Regions from separate parts of the Mus musculus genome. Here all the other regions are linked to region 1. The links are chromatin contacts, called in public promoter capture Hi-C maps. All regions are on one chromosome and are shown on one strand. Each heading gives the region's core, a stretch centred on a gene start, on an enhancer-like site or on the middle of the called end of the contact. The rest is flanking DNA. Distances are from core to core; before and after follow the strand shown.

The links. Promoter capture Hi-C pulls out the DNA fragments that hold promoters and counts their contacts.
Region 2: a contact with region 1 is called in a promoter capture Hi-C map of the HPC-7 cell line. The contact joins the promoter of Olfr649 here to the promoter of Olfr67 in region 1. A contact is called at or near these places in 10 of 39 promoter capture datasets (the 3T3-L1 cell line, the HPC-7 cell line, HPC-7-derived erythroid cells and 6 more), 2 of 15 datasets of contacts at CTCF or cohesin (large pre-B cells and pro-B cells), 9 of 484 Hi-C or Micro-C datasets (the HPC-7 cell line, LSK cells, Th1 cells and 4 more) and 1 of 115 datasets of contacts at active chromatin or transcription factors (bone marrow-derived dendritic cells).
Region 3: a promoter capture Hi-C map of the HPC-7 cell line shows a contact between it and region 1. The contact joins the promoter of Ubqln5 here to the promoter of Olfr67 in region 1. A contact is called at or near these places in 5 of 39 promoter capture datasets (the HPC-7 cell line, embryonic stem cells, neural stem cells and 2 more).
Region 4: a contact with region 1 is called in a promoter capture Hi-C map of the HPC-7 cell line. The contact joins the promoter of Trim6 here to the promoter of Olfr67 in region 1. A contact is called at or near these places in 3 of 39 promoter capture datasets (the HPC-7 cell line, HPC-7-derived erythroid cells, hematopoietic stem and progenitor cells and 1 more).

What each region holds. Positions count from the first base shown.
Region 1 is chr7:103,790,246-103,793,331 of GRCm38.p6, forward strand. It overlaps Olfr67 (olfactory receptor 67), which reads right to left and starts at 1,585. Exons shown (of 2, transcript NM_013619.3): 1 at 1,516-1,585. RefSeq lists a silencer at 2,732-3,086.
Region 2 is chr7:104,188,858-104,192,144 of GRCm38.p6, forward strand. It overlaps Olfr649 (olfactory receptor 649), which reads right to left and starts at 1,348. Exons shown (of 1, transcript NM_147055.1): 1 at 410-1,348. The coding sequence starts at 1,348. The coding sequence ends at 410.
Region 3 is chr7:104,128,259-104,131,689 of GRCm38.p6, forward strand. It overlaps Ubqln5 (ubiquilin 5), which reads right to left and starts at 1,565. Exons shown (of 1, transcript NM_027634.1): 1 at 1-1,565. The coding sequence starts at 1,357.
Region 4 is chr7:104,216,858-104,220,348 of GRCm38.p6, forward strand. It overlaps Trim6 (tripartite motif-containing 6), which reads left to right and starts at 1,938. Exons shown (of 8, transcript NM_001013616.2): 1 at 1,938-2,026.

The DNA of each region.
Region 1 (3,086 bases), core at 335-2,834:
CATACAATGATATAGATGGAGCTGCATATAATGATATAGATAGTCAGAACTAAATATAATAGTAGAGCTGGGTAGATAAGTTACAATAAAACACATTTGTGTGTGCTTAACCAAAACAATAACTAACAGAGTACCAGATGCTTTTTGTACCTTGATTCCACTACAATTGTGTCCTGTCCACTATAATTAAGCGTCCTAACTGTGCACCAAGGCACTGTATTGTCGCCACCTTTCTTTGTTACTATATGCAAAGTTACCTCCTTTATCTGATTGAAATATTAGGCACTTCTTATTTAATTACAGTTAAATATATAAGGCAGTGTCTGCCTATATGACTTTAGCATAAATTGGCATGAAGCTCTTTACAAACAATGGACATTTATGGATCTGCCCCCTTCACATAAACCAACCAGTGAATGGGACTTAGCTGGGAAGTAGAACAATCTCCATGGGGGGAGGGGAAATCATGGTGTAAAGATGTAAGGGAGGCAAACAGATCCTTCAGATTTTCCCTGTTGGTGGGAAGCTTTAGCCATCACTAATCTTTTATTTTATTTGTCTTGCACTGTGGGATTAAGATTTGGAATTAATTAAAATGTTGGTCTGTGCTCTTTGTAAAATGCACTATGACTGTATTGATTGCACAGTCCAGCTGAACCTGCACACAGTTGGACCTGAGCACTATCCACTAAGATGTACTTGGCTGTGTGCAGAGACTGTTACTTACTTGAATTTTAGTTCTCTTGCTGATAAATTACCTAAAAATTTAGCACCATTGTAAACCCATTCTCTTGTTAGGACTTCAGGATAATAACTACAAAAATCACATAAATCTCTATTTATTGCAGCAACAAATGACATAAGAGCACACATAAAATTACCAACATTAATAATAAAATCAATGTTAATTTAAACAATTGTTAACTTTCTGGGCTTCAGATTAAATCTGTTTATAACATAATCCTCAAACCAAGACACATTATCTTACCCTGGCTATAACAATCAATAGTCTAAAAATATCAATTGTGTTTATAATAGTCAGTGAAGGAGGCATCGCTTTAAATTAGACGGTCGTTCCTACCAATATAAGACCATCATCACTTTTCAGAGTTAACATCTCCAAGTCTCCGTTTTTTAAATACACATCAGGACTGGTACCTGATGTTATAAGGCTCTATATATTTATGAACATGTTCTTGAATTCATTCTTGAATATATAAGGTTTGTCTTTATTAAAATGTTTAAACAACTAAGCTTTATTTTAACCACTGGAAATTTATCACACCTATATTCAAATCCTGGTAGAAAAATAAGAGACTATTGTATAAATACAATATAAATATGGAAACATTGTGACTGATGACTAAATCTCTCAAAATAGAACTACACCACCATTGCAGATCAACTTGACTAAGTTAGGTGTTGTACTCTTATGGGTCAGAACTGCAGAAAACATGACTTAAGTTTCTTCTGTCATCTGCTTCAAGCTTCCTTTGAACATAACTTTGCACTTACTTGTTTCTGTTTAAAATCTGAAGACATTTAACAGGAGAAAGAGTAAAAGCAAGGAGATTCTATGAGCCTAAACAACAAATCTGGATCATTTATTTATACCTCGTTTTAGACATCTCTTGGGCCCTAGACGTTTAGCCCAAGAGCATTGAGTTGTATCATAGAAGAAATGTCCAGTACTGGCTCCTCTCTTGAGAACTTTCCTCCTCCTCCTCCACAGTCTGAGAAACATTTCTTCTGGTTAGCATTTCCAGACAGTAAAATTGATACATATTCCAGTTTTTTTTTTTTTTTTTTTTTTTTTGCATGTCAGAGATTTGTACTAGCACAATCGTATCCTGTTCCCTGGAGGGATCTACTGTAACAGGTTCTAAATACCATTTAGGGAGGAAGTGCTGAATGAGTTTTTGAAGCCACTATAATGAGTTCCTTTTTTTAAAATCACATGTTCCTTCAAATCTTAAGTCTCTTTGTCTTTCCTTCTGTTCCCTAGGTTACATGACAGAATTATTCAGGATTAGAAGGGTCCAAAGATGCAAAAAGATGACATAGAAATCTCTTTTGACTTTTGAGTAACATTTTTTTATTATTTTAGCTTCTTATTATTTAGTTAATTAACAATTAATTAAGATATTAATTTTTGTTTTTGTAAAGTGTGTCTGTATGTGACTATATGTTGCATGGAGGTAAGAGGCATCAGGTTCCCCTGAACCAGGAGTTAAAGGTTATTATGAGCTTCTATTTTGTTTTGTTTTTCAATTTTTTATTAGATATTTTCTTCATTTACATTTCAAGTGCTATCCTGAAAGTTCCCTATACCCTCCCCCGACCCTGCTCCCCTACCCACCCACTCTCACTTCTTGGCCCTGGCTTTCCCCTGTACTGGGGCATATAAAGTTTTCAAGACCGAGGGGACTCTCTTTCCAATGATGGCCAAATAGGCCATCTTCTGCTACATATGCAGCTAGAGACAGGAGCTCTGGGGTACTGGTTAGTTCATATTGTTGTTCGACCTATAGGGTTATTATAAGGCTAATGTGGATGTTGGGAACTAAACCCCAGGCATCTCTTTAGCCCAATTACCTAGCTTTCTTATAAAGCCCAGGATTACCTGCTTAAAGATGGGTCCTCAGTGTGCAGGGCTCTCCTTCATCAGTTAACCATCAAGGCAATCTTCCAGAGCAATGCACACAGGCCAATCTCATCTAGTCCATTTCTCAATTGAGATTATCTTCTAGGATTACTCTAGGCAGCCTCAGGTTGTCAACTAAAGCTAACTGGGATAAACTGTATCACCACCTTTTTAAGGTCATTTCTCTAATGATCCTGTTGCATACCAGTAGGGGGCAGAAGTGTTCCGCTGATTTCCGCCCTCCTCCCCACCCCCCCACCCCCCTTATTCAAAGATGCATGAAACAAGCCTACTTCTAAAAGTGATCAGGTCAACTAGGGTTTTGGCAGCGCTGAAAATATAGATAAGAACCTCCTACAAACTATGTGGTAATACCAGACAGCACAGTTAACCACAAACTTAGGAACCTTGCTATCAATGCACATGAATAGTATGCCTACTC
Region 2 (3,287 bases), core at 98-2,597, 400 kb after region 1:
TAGGATCAGCAGTAAATTTTCTACCTTACTATGATGCATAAATACAGAATTAAGGTGTGTGTAAAAAAATAACTGATTTGTCACAAATATTTTAAGTGAAAACAGAACAGCAACTTCCATTGTTATCAATGAGTCTTTATTACCTTAGCACAGCCAAAAAGAATTGAAAGATTCTCCTTAAGATAAGTTGTTTATTTTCAGAAGCGAGATAAATACCTTTATCTTCTAAACTCTGAGCTTCTTTTCCTAAAACTAAAATGGTTGAGGAGGCTTCTGCATAAAATAACTAAGAAAGCAAAACCCCAATAGCTCCATGTGTCGTCTCCTGGAGGTCAGTGGTTGCTGGTTCAGCCTTTTACCTACTATACTTTATGAAATGGCCCAAGATCCAAGACTTCAGTCACTGAGATCATTTGGGGAAGAGCAGAAGAATGGCTTTGTCCCGGATCTGCTTGGTCTTCACTCCATAGACAATAGGGTTGAGTGCAGGTGGGATGATTACATACAGGTTGGCAAACATAATATGAAAAGTGCGGGGGACATTTCGCCCAAAGCGATGAGCAAGGATGGAGAAGAAGGCTGGTATATAGAACATGAGGATGACACAGACATGGGAACCGCAGGTGCTCAGGGCCTTCTGGCGTGCATCTCGGGAGGGAAGGCGAAAAACAGCACATAAAATGAGAGTGTAGGAGATGGCTATGAGGATCACATCTATAATCACTGTCATGATGGGGACACAAAACCCATACCAGATGTTGATGGAGATATCTGCACATGCCAGCCGGGCAACACCAATGTGTTCACAGTAGGTATGGGCAATGATGTGTGTCCTGCAGAAGGGTAGGCGATTCACAAGGAAAACACATGGCACAAAAACACAGAAACTTCGGAAAGAGATTCCCACAGCAATTTTGACAATGGTTTTGGGTGTGAGAATAGTGGTATACCTCAAGGGTGAACAGATGGCCACATAGCGGTCAAATGCCATGGCCAATAAGATAGCTGAGTCCAAGACAAAGCTGTAGTGTAAAAAGAATAACTGAGTCAGACATCCAGGAAAACTGATTTCCTGAGGACCAAACCAAAAGATGCTAAGGGTCTTGGGGACACAGGTGGTAGACAATATGAGGTCAGTCATGGCCAACATGGAAAGGAAGAAGAACATGGGGGAATGAAGACTGTGTTCCACTGCAATAAGGTAGAGAAGGATGCTGTTGCCCAGGATGGCCACGAGATAGATAAAGCAGAAAGGGATACTGATCCAGACATGGTACTGCTCAAGTCCAGGGATGCCCGAGAGAGTGAAGGGGCCAGTGTTGTAGCTACTCACGTTGTGCATAACCATTGAGATCTGAAGAATAATTAGTTCTTCTGTCCTAAAATCAAGCGTGTATGGTGAGCATGAGCAATTGTGCACTCACTCTTTCTCCACAAACTCTTTGGGAGCAGTTCTGTTTTCTATATTTGAAAAAGAAAATCCGATTACCATTAAGAGCAATACTCATGGGCAGGAGAGATGGCTCAGTGGTTAAGAGCACTGGCCTCTCTTCCAGGGGACTTATGTTCGATTTCTGACACTTATTTTGTGGATATGGTGGCTCACAGTCACCTGCTAAATCCAGTCCCACATCCTGATCTAAGCAGGCAACAGGCACACACATAATAAATACACATATATACATTCAGGCAAAACACTCACATACAAAGTAAATAAATAAACAAACAAATTCCCCTCCACCCCAAAGAGAGTCATGGTCATGACTTTAACAAAGAGCTATCAGACCCCTGGTGTTAATTCCCACATTTCAATAGAAACCAAATCAAGAGAAATAACTTGTCCAGTTTATAAAATGCTAATCCTATTTAAATGACCATGTTTTCCCTGAGTCTATATAATTCATCACTGCATGGATATGTATAGGGAAAAGTATTCTAACTGCCTTCAGGAATAGGATTACACTAAAGAGAATGTCCCACTATCGGGAACATGAAGTAATTTAACAATTTTGGATGCCTACTTTACTCCAACATGTCTAATGTGTTATCTCATTTAGAAACCCTTCGTTAAAAATGAATTTTGTCTCCAGATGGTGGTGGCGCATTCCGTTGACCCCAGCACTCTGAAGGCGAAGGCAGGCAGATAATCTGTAATTTTGAGGCCAGTCTGGTCTACAGAGTTCCAGGACAGCCAAGGATACACAGTTATACCTTGTTTGGGGGAGGTGGGGGGAAGGATTTGTTTCTTTTTCTTTTGTTTTGTTTTGAGAAACTCAAGTCATCCCTCTGGCCAAGGAGCCAAATCACTAGATTCCATGACCAGTATTCTTTCATGGGGTCACCCTTTACCTGGTGGTACATGCAGATCTTGTGAAATGGCAAGGATTCACAAGAGATTTTAAGATGTAAAAGGAACAGTCCTAAGCGGAACCCAGATCTGTCAAAACACCAACCCACCCCAGTTTCGGTCACTGTCCTCCTTGGAACCTGCAGAAACAAGCTCTCTGAGACAGGACTGCCTGATGCCGCCTCGTGAAGTAGATATGAAGCTGAGCCTCCAATCTACCTTAAGGATGAAGGAGAAAACGCTTAAGAGTTGGAGAAGACTGAGTCTTTGTATTTTCTAAATATAATGCTGGAAGGACCTCTAGTGGGTGAACACAGAATTTTTTTATTCTAAATGCTGAGTTGAAGCAATACCCGCCCCGCCCCCCCAATACTCAGATTTGTTTTGAGAATTTTCAGCATTCGACAATTGAAAAATCTTAGCATGAAACCACTTTTGTAACTTTCCTAAACGTCATCTAAGAAGATTGGGGCCTGGCTTGGATGGTATAGTGCCTGCTTTGCCTATAGAAAGAAGATTTATCACCCTCCCCCCACGTCCTGGTGCCACCACATGCCTGTAATCCCAGCACTAGGGAAGATCAGAAGTTAAATTCATCCCGAGCTAAATAGCAAATTTGAGGCCAGTCTGGGATATATGAGGCCCTCTCTTTAAGAAACAAACAAAACCTACAAGACACATCATAATATTATCCATATTTTGCAGATGTAGAAACTAACCCAGAGAGCAACACACTCTCTTCCAAAGACTACACAATAATTGAACAATAAGTCTCATAGTCGAAATCAAACACCAAGCCTTTTCCAAAACCTCTATGTTCACAAGCAAAATTCACTACACAGCCGGTAATTTTATGGAAAACAGAAAATACGTATTATCAGAATAGCAATAGGCAGAGGATTGCATAGTGTAAAGAACACATAGCAAACTAAAAAATGCA
Region 3 (3,431 bases), core at 315-2,814, 340 kb after region 1:
ACTGGGAACAGGCTCTGGCCAAGGAATGGAAGAGCTGAAGAAAGGCCAAGGAGTGTTGTGTAGTATCTTCTCTATGGGCTTGTCTTCTACCCCTAGTTTCTTGGGCTCCTCTAGCCCCACGTGGTTTAGCTGAGTCCCGAAACAATGGTCCCAGCTCAGGCACCTCCCTGGATAGTATCTGTAGGCCTTCCTCTATCTGTAGCAATGCCTGCAGCGCTCGAGGGTTGGTGAGGATGGGGAGAAGTGGCAAGTGATGTAGTAGGGGACTGCCAGTTGCCAACTGATGTGCCAGAGATGGATTCTGCTGCAGGACAGTCAAGGCTAGGCGCAGAACACAGGGCGAGAGTCTCGGTTGACAGGTTAGAGGGACTTTCTCCAAGGGCTGCTGGCTTTCTTGGCAGGGGATATCTGAGCCTGAGTGTAAGTCTAGCATACCAGGTCGGCACCCTAAACTGGCCTGACTTGAAACTATGCCCTTGACCTGGCTAACTCCTCCTGTACTGACCTCTTGTGCCAAGGTCCTGACCAGAGGAGAAGTGGCTGGAATGGTGGTAGGATCAGAACTGCTGTGAGCATTGTTGGTTTCTCCCCTACACAGCTCTAAGGCTGAAATGTGGCCTTTAGAAGCCACCAATAAGGCCAGAGTGGAGAGCATGACCTGATGGATATCAGAGCAGCTGGGATGCATAGCGTTGTCACCCCCTGGCACGGCTTTCAGGGCCTCCAGCCTCTGCTTGTGTTCCTGGAGAACTTCCTGCGATTGCGCGGGCTTCTGAAGGGTTTCCGGAAATTTGAGAGCTGGGTCCCGTTTCTGTACCGTTTTTGAGGTTTCCGGAATGTGAACGCCATTGGCATGTTTCTCATTTGCCAGGCCTTGAATCAGAGGATCTTCCAAGAGTTGCACCACAGACTCTGGTGCCGCAGGCAGCAGTTGGACACGCTGGCTGAAGAAATCAGCTAGGTCAGGTGAGGTCCCGGCCAGCCGGCCAAGCTTGGCTGATGGTTCTGAGCGGTGGGTATACTGGCCTGTGGGGCCTACCAGAGTTCCTGTACAGGCTGACCCTTTCAAATGAGACCTCACTACCACATGGACTGTAGAGCCATCAAGAATGCCACGCTGGCTCAGTATGTCTTGATCCCGGAGGATCTTCCCAGTGAAGATGAGCACCAATCGGTCAGCGTTACAGTGAAGGTATTTGGAGATTTGCTTCTTAAAGCGGCGGACATTGCTATTTTCTGCCAGAAAAAACTCGTGGCAGTCCTGTGGGGTCTTGACAGACACTCTGATGATACGTGAGGATGGCTCCCTACCAGACACCAGCTGGCTGTCCCCTGCTTCTTCCCTAGCTCGTGCCATATTTCCTGAAGAAGAGGACGCAGGGTTACCTGAGGGCACAGTGGAGTACACACCTGCAGAAGCTTTGATGTGGCACTGAGCACACCCGGGTTAAGGGACCAGTAGGTGTTCGGTGATGTCCTTTCACCTACGTCCTGCAGGTCCCCCCTGCCAGTGTAGCCCTACAGCCACCTGGCTCCCATAGCGGGGGGCAGCTGCTTCTCTCTTTGGCAATCTTTAGGGGATATGGTGTCAGTGATGAGGTCACAGTTGAAAGGTACATCTGAATGGGGGCAGGACAGAAGTCTGCCACCTGCCTGAGGTTGGGTTTTCCTCATGATTTGGTTTAAGCACCAAATTGGGGGCGGGGCCGGACATGTCAGTGTCTAGAAACATATTTCACATACACTTCTTCAAATCCTAACACTAAGCTCAACAAATGATGATTGAGTAGGAAAGCAAGGTCTGAGAATTAGCTAAGGAAGCACTCATTCTGGTCTCTAATCCTCCACTAAATTACTGTATGTTCTCCATGGTCCTCAAGTCCCGTGTTCTACCTGAACACAATGAAGGTGGGTAATTAAAATGTGCAATCAGTTCACAGTTTCAATGGGATCCTTCTTTCCCAAGGTCCCAGATCCCAGGTAATCTGTTTCCATGGTTCTAATGCTAGTATATTCCAGACCTGATAGCAGAATTGCTTCAGAAAATAAACTGGGGGTTGGGGAAGGAGGGAGATGGGTGGTACTAGGGGGATTGTTATATGGCTTAAAAGGATTATTGCCTTCCCAGAGAGGACCTGAGTTCAGTTCCCAGCACCAATTTCAGGCCGCTCACAACCAGCAATAACTCCAGCTCCAAGGGATCCATGGCAGCGTCTGGTTTCTGAAGGCACCACCTATACATGTATCAGACATACACAAATAAGTACATATATGTAAAAAACAATTTTAAAAAGAACACTATAGTCTCAACTCAGAAGCTGGTGGCTGAGTTAAAAGAAATAACAGCAGCTCTTTGAATCTATATCTAAATGTGATTTAACTTCTATAAGACTGTGTGAGAGGCGACATGTTTCAGCTAGGGATGTGTTAGGTTTGTATCATTAGCAATAGCTCGCTCTCTCTCTCTCTCTCTCTCATACACACACACACACACACACACACACACACACACACACACACACACACACACACACCTTTTTTCCCTATCTCTAGAATTTCCAGTGACCACAAAACTCAGACAAGAATTTGGGCGACTAGTGCCACCTCAGGGGGAGCTGGCACGAGGTAAAATAGCCACCTAGGTCACGCTGTACCTGTACTATTTTATCAAATGTTCTTAAACTTTGCTATCTGTGAACCAGAATCTCCAGTACTAACCAATAGCAAGTCATAATAAGATGTAATTTCAGAGTCTGAAATAACTTCTCCCTCCCAGAAACTTGCACAGAGCACTGTAGAGGGCACTATAGCTTGCTGACAGATAGCCTTCCCAGACAGTGCCCAACCTCAGAAGAACTTCCATACAACTGTGGCTCCAAAAGCAATTTTAGTGATTTGCTTTGTATCGCCCCCAACATGGAAGTTGTTGGAGGGAAGAAAAGAAATGAGAAAAGCAATATAGTCAGGTTTGAGTGTTAAAATTAATATTAACAGTTTCTAGTTCAATGGCATTGTTATTTCACATCCTTTTACGAAATTGGATTTTGCAGACATCTGATTTGTGTTAGAGTGTGGAGAAGTACCTAAAACTGTGATTTCTTGGATTATTAGAAAACTTTTCACCAGGGGTGGCAGTGGCACATGCCTTTAATCACAAAACTTGGGAAGCAGAGGCAGGTGGTTCTCTGTGAGTGCAAAGCCAGCCTGGTCTACAGAGAAAGTTCCTAGATAGCCAAGGCTACAAAAAGAGTCTGTGTCTTAAAAAGGAGAGGAAGAGGAGGAGGAGAGAAAGAAATAAAGAGAGGAGAGAATGAGAGAAAGAAAGGGAAGAAAGAAAGAAAGAAAGAAAGAAAGAAAGAAAGAAAGAAAGAAAGAAAGAAAGGAAGGAAGGAAGGAAGGAAGGAAGGAAGGAAGGAAGGAAGGAAGAAAGA
Region 4 (3,491 bases), core at 688-3,187, 430 kb after region 1:
AAGAGTTGTATGCATGACTCAGGAGCAAAGCCCCATGATTTCCTTCAAGGATAATGGAACAGAAGAGAAGAGACGCTACAATTCAACAAGCATGGTGGTTTATTCCTTTAATCCGAGCAATCAGGAATGCAGAGGCAGGCAGATCTCTGAGTTCAAGGCCAGCCTGGTCTACAAAGGCATTCTAGGGCAGCCAGGGCAGTTATACAAAGAAACCTTGTCCAAACAAACAAACCAAACAAACAAAGTTACAATTCTGAGAACTGATTTGGAATTTAAAGAGACAATCCAGAGAACCCCCAACCATGATACCAGCAGGCAAACTCAGGCTCCATAGCAATTTTGTGTAACAGAACAACCAAGTCTGGAGTAATCAAAGGAGTGTAAGAACACAGAAATCTTGAAGAACCACACATTCAGAGATCCTCTCATCCCACATTCCCTGTCTTTGAGATCTTACCAAATTCTTCCTCCATATGATGGTGCCACCTATTTGTGCTGTCTATAAATCTCTTTTAGGAGCTAATCCCATTGGCAGAGTGTTTGCCCGGACGCACAAAGCCTGGGTTCAATGCTCAACACTGGATCAGCTGGGGCAAGGGGATGCACGCTTGCAATACCGCCACCACCACAGAAGCAGAATCTGGACCATTCTCAGCTACACAGCAAGTTTGAAATCAGCCTGGGAGAAATATGCATGTCACATCACCCTGTCTCAAAACCAAATAAACCTTACCCTTGTATGTTAGACATTGAGCGTCCCATCTTCTCTGCTCTGTTTTTCTATGATTCTTAAGAATGCTTGCACCAGCCAGGCGTGGTGGCACACACCTTTAATCCTAGCACTTGGGAGGCAGAGGCAGGCGGATTTCTGAGTTTGAGGCCAGGCTGGTCTACAAAGTGAGTTCCAGGACAGCCAGGGCTACAGAGAAACCCTGTCTTGAAAAACCAGAAAAAAAAAAAAAAAAAAAAAGGAATGCTTGCACCATGTTTTCCCATCCTCACTCCAAACATCTATTCCTGACTTGACTTTTCATTTTGTGTTTTAAGTTTTTCGAGGCAAAAACACTCTGTAGCCCAGGCTGGTTTAAATTTATGAGTAATCCTCCTGCCTCAGTCTCCTAATGCTGAATTACAATTGTGAGTCAGCCCAGTTCACAGGCTCATGCAGGTAAGGCAAACAATTTACTGCTGAGCCACTTCCTACTCCACCCCCAGCTCCTCCCCAAAGTCTTTCCCCCTCCCCCCATCTTCTGAGATCAGTTGGGTTGTCAGTCTCCCAAACCAGGAAGTTTGGCATTCTTTTCTTTTCACAGTAGCCCTGCCTTTAATAACTTACAGTCTAGGGGTTAGAGAGGTGGCTCAGTGGTTAAGAGCACCGACTGCTTTTCCTGAGTAGTTCAGTTCAATTCCCAGCAATCACATGGTGGCTCACAACCATCTGTAATAGGAATTCGATGCCCTTTTCTGATGTGTCTGAAGACAGCAACAGTGTACTTATATACATAAAATAAATAAATAAATCTTAAAAACAAACAAACAAACAAAAAACCCAAAACCCTTACAGTCCAGTTCCAGTCCAGTTCAGTTTGCATATGTAAATGTATAAGTACTTCAGTATAAAAGTAGTCTTTTGGTTCCATGCGTTAAAATTAGAGATACACACAGGTAATTTAAAGTTGGCAGATTTTTGTAATCCATCAAATGCAGTCACCTTTTAATTGTATGGCTAGACCTTTTATTCTTTAGACATTTCAATATATTGATAGTGAGAACAGGTGTATTAAACACTTGCATACGGTAGAAAGCCTAAGTCTCTAATGATGATGTTCTTAAAGACTGTTCCATAGACTTGTCTAGGGCATCTTCGCATTTCTGACCCGGGGTTTGGTCCCAGCCAGCACAGGGGTCAGCCCCGCCTCCTCCGCCAGGCCCGCCCCTTTTTCCTGGAGTCCGGCTTTAGTACTGGAAGGAGCCGTCTCCTTGGCTGCAAGTCCTCGGCACTGATCCAGGCACGGATTCCAGATTGGTGAGCAAACCCATTTTCTGACCAGTCGTTGCTGTCCCACTGGTGTGTAGAGTCTGTGCTGCCTTACTATTTGTGTTGGGGCTCACGCGTGCAAGAAGAGTTGCGGGACTGCCTCTTTGAGTTTCCTTGAGTTTGGGAAGCATTGGAGAGGCATGTTCGCGGCTAGGAATAGGCAGTATTCCTATAGCCCTAAGCGGGAAACGGGCGTTGAACCTGGATTTTGGAGGCAAAGGCACACTGCTCTGGGAGATTCCCGTTCGGAGTCCCGAGTGGATTCAGAGGTCAACATCTCCTCCCCCAGCTCCAGGAAGTAGGTTTATTCCCCCCAACCCCCAACCCCCTCCCAAGCAGGCCCGGCTTCTTCCAGGAAGAGTTGGGAGATGAGCTACTCTACCTGCCCCGACCCGGTCTACACCGGCTGCAACCAGTCGGAGCTAGGAGCCCTAGGGCCTCTCCAGAGGAAGCCGAGGCAAGCTGGGCGGAGTTAGGAACAGACCCCAGCCAGGATTTCTGGCCCTCGGAATTAGGCTTCCGGACGTGCTCTGGAGAAGTTTGCCTACCGGGTACTCTTCATCTGCGGACCTTCTCTGGGGGTGCCTACCGCCCCGTTACTCTGCTGAGTCACTTCTGACGGAGGCAGGCCGAGACAGTGAGGTGATTTATTGTGAATAACTTGGCTGAGATAGGGAGCATTGAATTTATGTATTCTAAAAGTATGTATGTAAACTCAATTTTTTTTCAGATATATCCTTCTATAACCCAAGCTACCCTATCGCTAACCATCTTCTTGATTCCAACCCTCTTCTCTGGTGTTACGATTACAGGCCTGAGCTACCGACACAGCAAAGGGACATTTATTTTATCAGTCATTTGAGAAAAATAGGTGTTACAGCTAGTTATGTTGCGTGTGTTTCAGTACAGGACCTGAAAATTGGATGCCGTATGTCCCCAGTCTGTTTATTTAGCCTCTGAGCTTTAACATTAAAAAAAAAAATTTATTTATTATTATACATAAGTACAATGTAGCTGTCTTCAGACACACCAGAAGAGGGCATCAGATCTCATTACTGGTGGTTGTGAGCCACCATGTGCTTGCTGGGGTTTGAACTCAGGACCTTCGGAAGAGCAGTCAGTGCTCTTACCCACTGAGCCGTCTCCTTAACATTTTTTTAATATGTAGCGTGGACAGAGCAATACAATGGGTGGATTCTAGAGTTTTGGTGAACGTTTACTGGGGCAGAGGTCGAAAAACAGCAAACCACCGGGCATGGCAAATTCTCAAACAAGGTTATTATGGGCAAACTCTATGCCTAACTTTTAAAATATGCATTATCAAGCCAGTTTTGGAAATAATATGCTAAGAAGTTGGGGTGTGTGGCTCAGTTGGTACGGTGCTTGTACAAAGTCCTGGATTGGATCCTCAGCATCAAAGAAAGGTAGAAGAGCTGGGGTGATGCTCTAGGGT